5 separate regions of the Mus musculus genome follow, and regions 1, 2, 4 and 5 are each linked to region 3. Evidence: chromatin contacts called from public Hi-C and promoter capture Hi-C data. All regions are on one chromosome and are shown on one strand. Each heading gives the region's core, a stretch centred on a gene start, on an enhancer-like site or on the middle of the called end of the contact. The rest is flanking DNA. Distances are from core to core; before and after follow the strand shown. Region 1 holds the start of Speg (SPEG complex locus). Region 2 holds the start of Resp18 (regulated endocrine-specific protein 18). Region 3 holds the start of Cryba2 (crystallin, beta A2). Region 4 holds the start of Stk16 (serine/threonine kinase 16). Region 5 holds the start of Dnajb2 (DnaJ heat shock protein family (Hsp40) member B2).

Evidence for each region. Promoter capture Hi-C pulls out the DNA fragments that hold promoters and counts their contacts. Hi-C and Micro-C count contacts between places; a contact is called where the count stands out from the background. Capture Hi-C pulls out chosen DNA fragments and counts their contacts.
Region 1: a Hi-C map of embryonic stem cells shows a contact between it and region 3, with 2.1 times the contacts expected there. The contact joins the promoter of Speg here to the promoter of Cryba2 in region 3. A contact is called at or near these places in 6 of 39 promoter capture datasets (the HPC-7 cell line, cranial neural crest, embryonic stem cells and 1 more), 6 of 484 Hi-C or Micro-C datasets (all in embryonic stem cells), 4 of 115 datasets of contacts at active chromatin or transcription factors (all in embryonic stem cells) and 3 of 9 other capture datasets (adipose tissue, liver and pancreatic islet).
Region 2: a contact with region 3 is called in a promoter capture Hi-C map of second pharyngeal arch cranial neural crest. The contact joins the promoter of Resp18 here to the promoter of Cryba2 in region 3. A contact is called at or near these places in 22 of 39 promoter capture datasets (3T3-L1-derived adipocytes, the C10 cell line, the HPC-7 cell line and 13 more), 4 of 484 Hi-C or Micro-C datasets (bone marrow-derived macrophages, embryonic stem cells, immediate neuronal precursor and 1 more), 8 of 115 datasets of contacts at active chromatin or transcription factors (craniofacial prominence, embryonic basal ganglia, embryonic hindbrain and 5 more) and 5 of 9 other capture datasets (adipose tissue, embryonic stem cells, liver and 2 more).
Region 4: a contact with region 3 is called in a promoter capture Hi-C map of neural stem cells. The contact joins the promoter of Stk16 here to the promoter of Cryba2 in region 3. A contact is called at or near these places in 6 of 39 promoter capture datasets (cranial neural crest, embryonic stem cells, frontonasal cranial neural crest and 3 more), 2 of 115 datasets of contacts at active chromatin or transcription factors (neural tube and pancreatic cancer cells) and 2 of 9 other capture datasets (adipose tissue and pancreatic islet).
Region 5: a promoter capture Hi-C map of pancreatic islet shows a contact between it and region 3. The contact joins the promoter of Dnajb2 here to the promoter of Cryba2 in region 3. A contact is called at or near these places in 15 of 39 promoter capture datasets (3T3-L1-derived adipocytes, the C10 cell line, the HPC-7 cell line and 10 more), 1 of 15 datasets of contacts at CTCF or cohesin (embryonic stem cells), 6 of 484 Hi-C or Micro-C datasets (B cells, the G1E-ER4 cell line, embryonic stem cells and 2 more), 6 of 115 datasets of contacts at active chromatin or transcription factors (bone marrow-derived macrophages, extraembryonic endoderm stem cells, fetal liver and 3 more) and 3 of 9 other capture datasets (embryonic stem cells, liver and pancreatic islet).

What each region holds. Positions count from the first base shown.
Region 1 is chr1:75,373,878-75,376,577 of GRCm38.p6, forward strand. It overlaps Speg (SPEG complex locus), which reads left to right and starts at 1,420. Exons shown (of 41, transcript NM_007463.4): 1 at 1,420-1,956. The coding sequence starts at 1,563. Gm15179 (predicted gene 15179) reads right to left here and starts at 1,138. Exons shown (of 4, transcript NR_037976.1): 1 at 1,010-1,138.
Region 2 is chr1:75,277,114-75,279,813 of GRCm38.p6, forward strand. Resp18 (regulated endocrine-specific protein 18) reads right to left here and starts at 1,302. Exons shown (of 6, transcript NM_009049.2): 1 at 1,089-1,302. The coding sequence starts at 1,194.
Region 3 is chr1:74,891,877-74,894,576 of GRCm38.p6, forward strand. Cryba2 (crystallin, beta A2) reads right to left here and starts at 1,267. Exons shown (of 5, transcript NM_021541.3): 1 at 1,201-1,267; 2 at 851-1,015; 3 at 70-211. The coding sequence starts at 1,011.
Region 4 is chr1:75,209,437-75,212,136 of GRCm38.p6, forward strand. Stk16 (serine/threonine kinase 16) reads left to right here and starts at 1,393. Exons shown (of 8, transcript NM_011494.5): 1 at 1,393-1,616; 2 at 1,804-1,978; 3 at 2,489-2,700. The coding sequence starts at 1,893. Glb1l (galactosidase, beta 1-like) reads right to left here and starts at 1,319. Exons shown (of 17, transcript NM_029010.2): 1 at 1,155-1,319; 2 at 1-67. The coding sequence starts at 4.
Region 5 is chr1:75,235,168-75,237,896 of GRCm38.p6, forward strand. It overlaps Dnajb2 (DnaJ heat shock protein family (Hsp40) member B2), which reads left to right and starts at 1,256. Exons shown (of 9, transcript NM_001159883.1): 1 at 1,256-1,422; 2 at 1,685-1,781; 3 at 2,288-2,397. The coding sequence starts at 1,717.

The DNA of each region.
Region 1 (2,700 bases), core at 170-2,669, 480 kb after region 3:
TATCCCTTAGCTCAAGGTCAGTTCTAGATCTGTAAAGGTGTGTGTGTGTGTGTGTGTGTGTGTGTGTGTGTGTGTGTGTGTGTGCAAATGGAACTGATGACCTCAGGAATCCTATGAAAGTCCCTTGAAATGTAAATTCATATTCTGTATATGCAGTTGTCAGATATAACAAAGAAGAGATAGATAGATCCTGTGGTCATTTCCCAGTGGTGACATCTTGTATGACTACTAAGAAAGTGACTTTGGGATGGAATATCCAGATCATCAGATTTAACAGTTTTATATGCATTCATGTGCCTGTGTGTACATGCGTGCTTGTGTGTGCGTGTGTGTGTGTGTGTGTGTGTGTGCGCGCGTGCGCATGTGTGTGTGTGCGTGTGTGTGTGTGTGTGTCCATCCCCCAGGGACTTCTCTCTACGGGAAAGAAGAGCTTCTGCGCTATCATCCAAGAAGTCTGTGTGGGTCCCTGGCTGACCTTTGACCTCCAACCTTCACGTGCAAAGCCTCTGTCACCTTGATTCTTTCCCTGCCTTTCCCTGTTGATCTGTCCTTCAGAGTGAGCACAGCTGAGAAAAGTGGGCACCTGGGAAGACGGTGAGGGACTGCAACCTATGTCGAGTGGCCTGGACACCCCTGCATTTACCCCATGTGTGTGTATCCAACCTCCACAAGTTGGGCAAAGAAATCCCCCAGGCTTGAAATCAGGCACAGCGCTCCCTGCCTGGAGAATGGAATCCTCACCAACCCAACCTGTTGTCCTCATTCACACTTCAAGCCTTCCAAACCCCTCTTTTACCGCGTTGTCCTCATGCCATCCGTGTCTCCCCTTGAGGCTATTATTGCTGATTGCAATCCTAGCCAACTTCCCTTTCTATAGGTGAAGGCAAATTGAGAGAGGGTTAGGGGTCACCTGGCTGGTGAAGGTAGTAGGGTGGTGGTGTAGTGAGCACAGGACCTGCTGGGAGCTGAAAATCCACCAGAACTCCAGGCTTTGGGTCTTGGTGCTTACCAGCTGTTACGGAGGTGCTGGGAGAGGCCATTGGTCCGGTCTGCTCACCTCCACTGGGGCCTGTCTCTCCATGTGCCTCTCATCTCTGGACCTTTCCTCTTCCTCTCCAACCAGCCTAGTGAGACTAGGGCGCTGGGGCCCGAAGAAAGGAAGCGGGCCTAAGCCCAGGGGTAATTCGACTCCCCCAGATTTCACAAGCTGGGGGCGGGGAAGGGGGCGACACACCGTGGGGGAGGAGATTCTTTTAGGCCAGCTCTGGCGATGGGGGCACTGGGAGAGAGAGGAGCCACATGGAGTCCAAATCCCCTCCTCTGCTGCCCCCTCCCTCCACTGCTCATTCGCAACCCGAGCCGGGGGCCCTAAAAATAGTCCCTGAGGCGCAATCGCCGGCCGCCCTGGTGACCTTCTGCACAGGCCGAAAGCGGGCGGGCAGCAGGAAGGCCGGCCGCCGGCCCCATAGGACTCATCTCTTAAGGCACCATACCCCCTAGGGCGTCCCCCTGGCCTCCCAATTCTAGCGTCCCCTGCCCCTCTAGTCCAGCTCGCAGAGGCCATGCAGAAAGCCCGGGGCACGCGAGGCGAGGACGCCGGCACGAGGGCACCTCCTAGCCCCGGGGTGCCCCCGAAGAGAGCCAAGGTGGGGGCCGGCAGAGGGGTCCTCGTCACCGGGGATGGGGCCGGGGCGCCGGTCTTCCTGCGGCCCCTGAAGAACGCGGCGGTGTGTGCGGGCAGTGATGTAAGGCTGCGGGTAGTAGTGAGCGGGACACCCCAGCCTAGCCTCAGCTGGTTCCGGGATGGGCAGCTCCTGCCTCCACCGGCCCCAGAGCCCAGCTGCCTGTGGCTGCGGAGCTGCGGGGCTCAGGACGCCGGCGTGTACAGCTGCAGCGCCCAGAATGAGCGGGGCCAGGCCTCCTGTGAGGCAGTGCTCACAGTGCTGGAGGTCAGAGGTAATGCGGAGGTGGGGCCTACCTGGCAGGGCTGGGGTCACAAGGGGTAGAGACAGCTGCCCAGGCCATGCGATGCAGGTTGCAGTCCCTCACCATCTTCCCAGGTGTCCCGTTTTCCCTGATGGGCCCCTTCTGAAGGGCAGATCAACAGGGAAAGGCAGGAGAGTGTATCAAGGTAGATAGAGATGCTTCTCATAAGAAGGTCAGAGGTCAACGGTCAGCAGTTGGTGGGTCTAGCCTGAGACCCACACAGACCTCTCGGTCAATAGTGCAAAAACTCTCCTAATCCAATAGAGAGAAACCTTCTGGAGAGAAATGCCCTCGTCTGCTCCAGTGACAGACTTGAGACCTGGTGACCAGCCCCTCTCAGTATGTGTGTGTGTTGTCTTAAAGACAGGCCAGTTCTCCTGTTCCAGACCATGTGGGAGGAGATGGCTATGGCTAGACCTTCTCTCTTCATGATCAACACTGGGACAAGAATGGTGTGGTCAGAACTAGGCAAAGCAGAAGGGGTCAGATGTGTATGAGCAGGACCCAGATGTGAGAAGTGGCTGTTTGAGAATCCGTGTGTGTGTGTGTGTGTGTGTGTGTGTGTGTGTGTGTGTGTGTGTGTGTGTGTGTTTGAGGCATTCTGAGTTGTGGGAGGCTCTGGACTCTCATGGGGTTAATACAAACACACAGCCCTAGGGTAGATGTGGCTAGTGTTGAAAGCCTGTGAATCATGTATCTCTATTGAGGTTTCCA
Region 2 (2,700 bases), core at 52-2,551, 390 kb after region 3:
AACAACAATAAAACAAAACAAAACAAAACTCTTTGTCTTGCTATGTATCTCAGGCTAGCCTCAAATCATAGGTCTTCCAAGAATGGGCAATTCTCTCCCTCACTCCATTCAGATAGATTCACAATACAGTTTCCTGGCCCTAGAAAGAAGTAGAGGTTCTAGTGTCCTGGTAAAAAAGAGAACTTCCAAAGAAGAGGCTATGTTCAGTCTGAGAGGGTGTCTGGTAAAGTACATGGGGAAACCAGGATCCACAGAATGGGCTGGAGCTGTCCGTGGTGCTGAGGAGGGTCAGATGTAGTCATTGCGGGCGGTAATGACAACGCCTTGGCACCTGCACTTCCCACCCCCCATTCTACTCCGTTCCCACCCTGCCTCAGTTCTCCCCTTGTTTGACACCAGATCTCCACCCGCAGTGTTTTGCGAATCCTCTGCATTGGCTTCCAAACCCAAGAATCCCGCAGGGAGATGGGGCGTCAGACTAGGACTTTGTGCAATGGTCTGCGCAGGTATTCTGAGGCTGCGCAGTCTTTCCCCGACTGTTACCAAGTGAGTGCCGGCCAGGTCCATCCAGGATGGCGCAGATCAGAACAGGAGGAAGTAGAATGGTCTCCCTCCAACCTGTTTCACCCCAACCTAGCTTCCCCCACTTCATGAAACCGGGTCCAGCCCCTGTACTCTGCAGGTTTATGGCTGAGCCTTGATTCTGTCTCTCAGCCCCACCCACTTATTCCCTTGATAAGATAACCAAATACGAGCACTCCTGGTTTTCCACTTAGTCCTGGTTATCTCTTTCCTGACCCCCCCCCCCCCGAAACGTCTGGGGTGTACTGCAGCCACCCTTGGCTCATCTGTTTTTCCTACTCTTTCCCCAACCCCCAACCTTTCCCTGGGTCGTTCCTTCTGTCTAGACCCTGAACACCAAATGCCAAGACTGCTTCTGTCCCGCTGAAACCCTCTGCGTTTCTCTATTGTCATCCTAAACGGTTTTCCTCCTGAGTCTTTTAGCCTTGAAGGCCAGAACCTCTGCTCTCAGAATTGCTCTCTGGCCTGTCCGCACTCCCCACCCCCACCCCAAGTTCTCTCCTGACCGTGGGCGTTTATGTCGCTGCAGCTGCCTGGACGACTGTAAAGCAGAAGGAAGCAGACCAGTAGCTGAAGATGCCCGGAGCCCGCGGGCTTTAACGAACTCTGCATCTTGGCTGGATCCAAACTCACGGTTCCTCGAGCTAGGTCGTAGTGGAAGTAGCAACAATAGCCAGGGGGCCTGTGCCAGGATGTCACTTTTCACCCTCTAGCGCTAGAGACGCGACAAGAGATCTGCAGAGCCCTCCTCTGCAATTCGGCCAATCACAAGCAGGCTCTGCCCCTGCAGCTGCTTACCCAAGTTAGCCATCCTCTTTGGCCTCTCTCCATTCTACCTTTTGGAATTTCTGCCCCCCACCCTCTACACACTTTTCCAGATAAGCCGCCATTCTCAATCTCCAAGGAAGGAGAGACTGATTGCATATGAGATGGGGGTGGAAATGGAACCAACTTCATGTGTTTGGTTGTGATATTTAAATATGAACTGCGAGGGAAGAGTGAGCACTCAGCCTGATGACTGGTTATTGCCTTCGACCTCGTTTTCTCTTCATCCATTTAAAATCTTTTAGCAACCATATGGGTTCAACCCGCAAAACACTGAATGTCCATCCTTATTTTCCCACAGCCATTGTGGTTGCCCAAATCCTAACCACCGTACACTTTAAAATAGATCTATTTCGATAACTAAGTACCTGGCACACTGCCACTTGTCCCGTGCCATGTTTCTAAGCTCCAATGTTAAGTTTTGTTGTAAAGTGGGTGTTTTTTGGGTTGATGCTTTGTGGAGTCTCTGGATTGCATTGTCTTTCTTCAGTATTTACTGCTCAGGGTGTTTTGAGACTCGGTGAGGTGTTTAGGAAGACCCTCTAATTTTGTGGGTTCTGGCTCCAGGCTTTGCCTCCTTAGAACCGTGGCAGCTGCCAAAATCTTTGCTCAGATATCTGGCTTTTCCTTTAGGCTCTTGGAAATCTCACCCCTGTGCATGTGCTATTTAGAAGATAGCTGAGAATTTAGGGGAGATTTGCATTCAGATTTCAGGTTCTCTCTCTGTAGACCACTCATTACCCAGAATTCCTCTTCAGTTTCTGGCTGCCTTGGCACCTAAGAACCTGCAACTCTGCTCCCCAGCCTGTTCCACCATTACTTTCTGCTAGAGTCTGTTGGTGCTGAAGGGAACGGTGAACTGTCCGCCGTGTCGTGGGGGGAAATGTAGAACTCACCTGGTGGAACATTTACTCACCAAGGGTTATGATCCCAATCACTTTTCTTCCTTTTGTTTGGACTCTGTGTCTTCACACAGTTTCATTTGTCTTTTGCCTGGAAAAAAAAAATATATATAGTCAGTATATATTAACAGGACTGTCTGGCACAAGGTGTTTTCCCACGCCAGGATCTGAAAGTTTGTTGTCACCGATTATATGCTTAACATTTTATTTTTTAAATGATTTATAGAAGCAATTTGAGAGGTGCTATAAAACAATGAATTGGCATATACCACCCAGGAGGGAAACTTAAGACTCAGGAAACCATAAAGGGAAGCTTGTTAAGACTCAGAGAAATTTCTTTTCTTTTTTCTTTTCTTTTCTTTTCTTTTCTTTTCTTTTCTTTTCTTTTCTT
Region 3 (2,700 bases), core at 17-2,516:
TGTGTGTGTGCGCGCGCGCGCGTGTGTGTGTGTGGGGGGGGGGGGGGGGGAGGAGTTGGCTGTGCTCACCGCACAGAGCACTGGCCTGAAGGACAGCAATTGGTTGCTGTGGTGGCCACTGCTTCCGCTCCAGGCACTCCAGCAAGGATAGTCTCCCTTCTCTAGAATGAACTGCTGTCCCTGGAAGTCGGGGTACTCGAAGGCCACCCATCTGAAAAAAAAAAAGAGAAGAGGAACTGGGAAACATCTGCTCAGTCTCCCTCTCCCCCATCATCACCCTGTTTGCTAAGGTTGAAAATATCCGGGGACTCAAACTATTTCTCCAACGCTAAACCATTCCTCAGATAGACCCAGCTCCTCTGGAAACTGAAAGCCCCAAACCTGAGCTAGAAAGGCCCAGGTTTCCCGTTTATCGCCCGCGGTTAGAAGGAATGTTTCAGGTTAATAAGATCGCCGAACCAGTGACTTCCTTCTGGGTTTTATGTGACTGCATAGGCAGCCAACCGTTCTCTGTACTGCTATAGTGGCAAAGGAGCCTCTGCTATCTTCAGGACCCCAACCTGGCTTCTAGGATACCCAGATGGGCAGAGCACAAAGGATCTGTCTCCACAAAGCCACCTGCACAAAGAAAACGTGGAGGTTTCAGGGCGGCCCCACGATTGCTTCTTGCCTTTGTCTTGGGGAGGGGTTGGGAGTACTGGAGAGGACAAAGATTTCTCTCCTTGATGAGTCTGTCTACGGCGCACTGGAGTGAAGGTTGAAGTTCCGGGCTCTGACTTTGGCTAGGGTGGAAGGGAGAGAAGCCAGAAAACCCCTAAATTGGCCCATTAGCCACAGCAGGATCACTCACGCGCCGTTTTCCACCTTGACTGAGCGCACCCTGCGCAGGGCTCCCCGCTCACAGACGTTGGCACAGTCGCTCAGTAGCCGGCAGCGACGACCCTGGAAGTCCTCCTCATCCCAGAGTGTGAGGCAAACGGGCGCCGAGCCCGGCGCGGGGGCGCTGCTCATGTCGCTGCAGATAAGAAGGGCAAGATCATGGGCTAACTTCTCGGGAACACTCTACTTAGCCTAAGCCTGCCCATCCCCAGTAGGGTGTGAGGAATCTAGGGTCTGGATCCGGACACAGGCTGCCGCTGTGCGGAGCGGGTGGGCGTGAGGGGAGGTTCCCTTGTTACTCCCTCTCCCCCCAGTACTCACCGAGTGAGTGAGCACCGCACCGACGGAAAATGGAGAGGCTGCGCGCGAGCCTGGTGTTCGCTGCTTTATAGTCATGTCTGGCTGCCTCTCCCTGTGGAATCCGGGTGGGGTGTGCAAGCTGAGTCAGCTGGCAGGCTTTGGCCAGCTCTGGTCTGCATAGGCAGCGGAGTCACCGATCTGGTCCCAGCCCGCATGCATGACAACGGAAAGTGCTGAGGCGCACATCGTGTCTGCCGGAGCCCAGGCTGACTCTGCGCTTTCTTTCACTGTGGTCTAAGCCTGGTAGAGACTCCTAGCCTAGGGGCAGAACAAGCAATCCCTGGCACAGACACTCAGGCGTGACCGTAAGCGTACGGTTTAGCCTTTTCTAAGACTGCGTAAGCCTGGCCAGCACAGTTCTTTCCAAAGTCAAAACTCTCTAGGTGAAGATCTTGCTTTTGGGGGACACTAGGGAGGAGGAAGAGAAGACCCTTCTCTAAGGACGCTGCGCCAAGGCCCTCAGGACCTGTTCGCTGTTACCCTTTTCTTCCTGAGCGGAGCTTTCCAAGGAGTCTTCTCTGGCACTGAGGTCAAGACCAGGCCTCGCCGCCAGGCGGCACTAAACACTGAAAAGCACCCGGGAGCGCTAGCATGGGTTTTGGTTTGGTTTGGTTTGGTTTTTTGGGTTTTGTTTTTGTTTTTGTTTTTTTCCTGGATTTTAAGAATACAAGTGCCAAGAGAGGGTTCAACTGTCCTAGATAGAAGTGGCTCTCAGTCTTCCCCCACCCTCTCGGGGACCACCGAGGCACCAGAATCTGCAGCAGTGGGGAGGTGGGGAGATGGGACAGAAAAGGCTAGGGACCCCAAAGGAGGTCTCCTCGCCCTTTTAGCTGTCATTTAGAAGGCAGGCTGATTACAGATCCTTAACAACGAGAGAGGCTAACCCAGCAGAAGAGGGAAGGAGGTGGGTGGGAAATATTTTGTTACTCCTGTTTGCCAAGTGCCTCCTCTATAGACTCAGCAGCCTGGTGGGTTCAGTTTGCACACACAAACATAAAAATTGAAGCCCAGCAGGGTGTGGGGCTTTCTTCAAATCCACACCTAGCCACTTTCATAGTTAAGAACATCCAGGAGGCCTTTTGTTCTGTTGCCAGACCCCCTACCTCAACTCCCGGAAGCTTAACCTCTGGCACCTTCCTTCTACCAACTGCTAAACCCATCCGTGGCTGGCCGAGAGCCTTTGCTTTTGCCCTTCGATTTCCCTGGGATGTTTTAACCACACATTCTTGGTGTGGCTAGCTCCTCTGCTACTCTGTAGATGGTACCAGCCACAAAACACCACCCATCGAGTACGTTTTTCTCTTTAGCCTTTATCAGTCTCAAGATCTCTTCCTCCTAGTATATGAATGCACTGGTGCCTCCTCTACTAGACTGTAAGCCCTACACAAAAGGGTAGGAGCTGTGTCTGCCTTGTTCCCAGCTATCCTCAAACCTAGCACGGTGCTGGATACAGAGTAGGAA
Region 4 (2,700 bases), core at 143-2,642, 320 kb after region 3:
GCATCTTCTGAGCTTACAAAGTTCTTCTATTCGGTGAGGGCTTTCCCACCCGTCACGTGTTGGATTCCTGGGAGGGAATCCGACATCAAGCAAAGGGGCGGAGACCACCTCAACTTTTCAGGCCGTTAACCCGGACTTTGCCTGTAGCCATCCACGGTCCACTAGTTTGTAAAATATTACTTCTCGAAGTGCTGAACCCGAATCAGTTCCATTAGCATCACCTGGGAGCTTGTTAGAAACGCAGAATCTCGGGTCCTACCCCAGACCTCTAGAATTAGAGTCTGTGCTTTAACAAACCTGCTCTTCTAAACTGAACTCTCGGAGGGCTGACAGGGTGTCTTAAATCTTCATGACTAGCAAAGGATCCGGCACATATCAGGTTAAATCTATATGCACGGGAGCAGTAAGGTTAAAACGGATTCAGAAACAGTGGAAAAACCTAGAAAATCTTCAGAGTGATCATGCTGTGGAAAGGGGTTACAAGAAGCCTGTCCTGGTCACTATCTTTTTTGGAGGTACACCCCTTTCCAATATATTCTGCCTGTCTAGGCAAGAGATGTGAAACAAACTGCATAGTTCATAGGCTTAGAAGTCTAATTTTCCACTTCTCCTGCCTTCACAGCCGTAGAAAATACTATTATTTCTGTTTATTGACACACATTGATATACGGCTGTTTCCAAAGTTGTACGAAAGACAACTCATTTAATTTTGAAACAACCCATGAAATAACTCTCATTCTCATCTTACACACGAGGAAAATGAAGGTTAGAAATAACAAGTAGCTGTCCAAAGTCACAACTAGCTCAGTAGAGCTGGGATTGGAACTAGTCAGTTTGGCCTCATAACTCACGACACTTAGCCGTAGGTACTGTCTTACAGCTGGGAAAAGTGAGGATCTGAAAGACTAAATAACTTGCAGGAGGCCACACAGCTAGGAGACTGTTAGGACCAGGTTTAGAAACGGGCACTCTAGTTTAAGGACACAGACACTAGCCAAGGCAGTGGAGTACAGGCTAGACCCCTGAGAGTGTTAAGGGGTCAGACCTCTTGGCATCTAAGGGTCAGCACCCGCCCTTCTCTGGTCCCTCCTCCAAGCTAGATTGTAGAAAGCCACTTTCTAACTCCAGCGCGCGGGAGCTATAAGACCTCCTACCTCTGACATTGGGAGACAGAGGTCCTAGGGGCCTCGGGCAGAGCCCTGCTTTGCTCCCCTTTGGTACTAGTCCCTGCGTCTTGACCCTTACTGAGGGCCAAGTGGGAACCCTCGGCGAGATAGAGAAACCAATACACCCCAGGTCTAGCCGGGCCCCAGCCTCTCACTTCCGGGTCCCCACATCCTCTTGCCGCCTCTTGTTGCTAGGATACAGCGGGCCGTTACTTCGACGCGGACTGATGATGTCATCCGGGCTTCCGGTCCCTGGCCCTTCGCACAGGCCGGAGACCGGTCGGTGTGGAGTTTGTAGTGGCAGACCCTGTGCTCGTTCCCGAGCGACGGAGGGTGGACTCGGCCAGAGGTGGGCTCGAGCCCCGCACCTCCTGCGCCGCCACCCCATGCCTGACGGGTGCGAGAGCTGGACCTGGCCGAAGGTGGGCCGGGGTTGAAAGAAGCGGCCTGGTAAGACGCAGCGTGGCCTGAGGCTTTGGGGTGCCAGAACTCAGCCTTCTTAGCGCTGGAGTCGCCAGGGCCAGTTTTCTTTAGACGTGAATATGGGTTCTTGGAGGTGAGCCTGAGCTCTCCTGGTTGGTACCTCCGTGGCTGTCTAGATTGTTCTTGAACCCGCGACTTGCTGTTTCCATTCCAGCATGACCCGCCGGGACCCCACCGCATCGCCTGGAAGAGCCCACTCTCCCTGGAAGGAAGACCATCCCTGAAGAGGATGACTGAGACGTTATGGGCCACGCACTGTGTGTCTGCTCCCGGGGAACTGTCATCATTGACAATAAGCGTTACCTCTTCGTCCAGAAATTGGGGGAAGGGTGAGTGTTTGGACGTCACTTAGCTAGACCCAGGTCGTTTAGAGACAGTGATAGAGTTGCAAGAGTGTTAGCCTTAGAGTCTACCCCACCTGACCGGTTAGCTGAACGGGTCAAGAAGTGGATTCTAGACTCTGGCCTCCTGGATCTACCTTGTGTGACCTTAAGTCAACTGTGGTTTCTTCTGCTTAAAAGGAGATGATTATAATGTCTCGCTGAGGGACTTGTGGAAACTCAGTGAGATAGTATATTCTTTAAAGCATGTCACCCAGTGCCTGACTCATGAGGACTTGAAATTAATTGAACACATTATGCTCAGACCAAAACCTCAGTGATTTCTGTGCCCCTGCTCTCGGGAAACGCAGATCCTAATGTCTTGAAACTATATGAGAGCTACATCTTGGGAGTGTTTCCACTCTGTGTAAGAGGCACTCCTCCCTAAGGGAATTCCTCTGGGTCCGAGCTATGTGAGAGATGACCATGGTCCTTCACTGTGACCCCTTTGGCCCACAGTGGATTCAGCTATGTGGACCTAGTGGAGGGCTTGCATGATGGACACTTCTACGCCCTGAAGCGGATCCTGTGCCATGAGCAGCAAGACCAGGAAGAAGCCCAACGAGAGGCAGAGATGCATCGCCTCTTCCAGCATCCCAACATCCTTCGCCTCATGGCTTACTCTCTGAAAGAACGAGGTGCTAAGCATGAAGCCTGGCTGCTGCTGCCCT
Region 5 (2,729 bases), core at 6-2,505, 340 kb after region 3:
GCTGTTGCTTTGATGAGATGTCCCCAGGTCACCTGTCCTGAAACACTGACTGGACTCATACAACCATTCCTGCTTGGGTCATGTGTGACACCAGAAAGCATTATGCTAATAACAGCTTCCATAAACCATGCTTCATTTGACTTCTAACAACTCTAGGTGTTACCTATACTTAAGGGGGAAAACAGGCCTTGGATGTTCCCAAGTCACACAGCAGCATCCGGTTGCAAGGCCAGGTCTCCCTGCTCTCAGAGTTCTGAGTTTCCCAGTGGGTTCTGCTGATAGGCTGTGTGTGTGTGTGTGTGTGTGTGTGTGTGTGTGTGTGTGTGACATCCCATGCCATTTTTTATCCCTCCCCCAGTGCTGGGAATTGAGGCTAAGTAAGGTCTGGCGGCTGCTGGGCAAGCACTCTACCCCTAAGCTATCCCCATAGCTTTACATTCTTAGTACCTTCTGGCAGCATCTACTAAGAAAACAGTACACTAATGTCTAGGAATTGGCCAGATGGAATAAAACAAGACCCACTTCTGGAAGGTTCCCTTTTCCTGAGATCTGAATCCAGAAATCATTCTGAGGCTAAATAGATCTACTTACGATCAGCTGTGGAAGAGAAACGTTGAGTCTACTAATTTCCTCATACTAGGCTCTTCTACCTCACCCTTTCTAGGTCAAAAATGTTAAAAGTCTTCCAAGTGTTATTCGGCTGTCCAACTGATACGTTTCAATTCTGACTAAAGACTAAGGGGATGACGAACGAAGGAGGACACAATTCTTACCTTGTATAATTTACATTCTACTGGGGGAGATAGATGATCATCAAATAAATGTTAATTTGTGGCTCTGACAGTGTGGAGAAGAAAATGCCACGAGACTCTATAAAAAGCAGGTCTGACCTACTCAGGGGAGCCAGGGCAGCCTCTTTTGAAGACTTAGCACTGGAGCTAAGCTATGAAGAAGGGTTAGGCCCAGAGGAGACTCGGTGAGTCTTGGAGGTGATGGCCTGGGGGAAGTACTCAGGGATCGTGAAGCACTTTTAGAGGCCAGCGACAGGACAGGGGACCCGCACCTAGCTTGCGGACCGCCCCTCTGCCTGTGTTTGAGAGACTGCGTCATAGCTGGAAAGATATAGCCGACTTCAGCCTCCTAAGTCCCACCTGGGAATGACGTCGCCTGGGTGAAAAACTAAAATAAACGGCTCCGCCCTCATCTCCCAGCAGCCCCTGCAGCGCCCCCGCCCCCCCCGCCCCCGCCCCCTCGTGTGACCGGCCGAGCCGGCCCTCTGAGTCTCTAGTAGTTTCCAGGGCGCTGACGCATGCTTGCGCACACAACCCAGCCTGGCGTGTCGTACGCAGTGGCCGCGAGCCGGGCAGCGGGTGCTAGGCGGTTCCCCTGCGGGGGGCAGGGGCGGGACTCCCGGCAGAGGAGGTGCGGTCCCAGCTGGGTCAGGTTGGGGGTTCAGATCGGGTTACTAGACTTAGGGGGTTCGGGTAGGGCTCCCCACTCCTGCCGTGAGATAGCCCTGGGCACCGGCCTGCGGGACCAGATAAAGGCTGCGAAGGAGCCTAGTCACTGGCCGCAGGCGTGGCTCCCCGGCCCGATTCCACCTCGAAGTGTCGCCTGCCTGCCCGGGGTTGCGGCCGCACGGAGCTGCGGTGCCTCTGTCGGCCTGACCCCTTCTCTCCCGCAGCCTGGAGGAGGGACGTCTGACGCTGAGTTGCCATGGCATCCTACTACGAGATTCTAGACGTACCGCGGAGTGCGTCCCCTGATGACATCAAGAAGGCGTAAGTGCCTCGGCTGTGTTACAGAAAGGCTCTGACCCTTGTTCCCCGCCCCCCTGAGTGCCAGGGGCCCTTTAGAGGTCTGGCTGAAGGGAGGAAGGAGACCCTTGGGAAAGTACGAAGACCAAGTCCAGCCAGGGAAGAAGAGCTGACCTTCTTTAGCGTCCTCTATACACCCAGCTCCCCTCTCCTCCAGCTCCTACATGTGGGCTTGCCCAGGTTGCAGTGCTAAAATGCCCAGGCTATGAGACAGGACAGTGTCTCCACTCTCCCTGTGGCTATAGATAGCTCTATCAAAAGAACCCCAAGAAAGGGCTTATGGCAGGGACTTTCCTTTTTACTCATATCCCTGGCACACCACAGGGAGAGAAACCCCTGAATACAGGCTGCAGTCGTGAGGTATTCTGGGATCGGGGCAGTGAAAGGGTGTTGGACTAAGCAAAAAGGGTAGTCGGTGGGCAAAGCCTACATCAGTCTCCTGACCCTCCCTCTGCACTCACTTCCTGCAGGTACCGAAAGAAGGCTCTGCAGTGGCACCCAGACAAGAACCCGGATAATAAAGAATTTGCTGAAAAAAAATTTAAGGAGGTGGCAGAGGCCTATGAAGTACTATCTGACAGTAAGGCTTGGGGTCCTGCAGGGACCGGCATGTCCCCCTGCTTCCATTCATTCTTGGTACTCCTTCCTAAAGCCACGCCTCCATCCCGTCTCCTCCATGATTTTATTTTAGATAGTGTTTAATCGCCTCCATGTTATGTCTGTCTAGCAGGGTCTGAAGAGCAATTTGGGTCCTGATCGGGGAAGGTCATAGCTTTCCTGCCAGGCCAGCTTATCACCCCCATTTTGTAGGCTAGTAAACTGAGGCTGAGAGAGATGAAATAATTTGCCCATTTCTTGAGCCAGAATATGAATCCAGGTCTGATGGGTGATTTTTTTTTTTCCTCTGTGCTT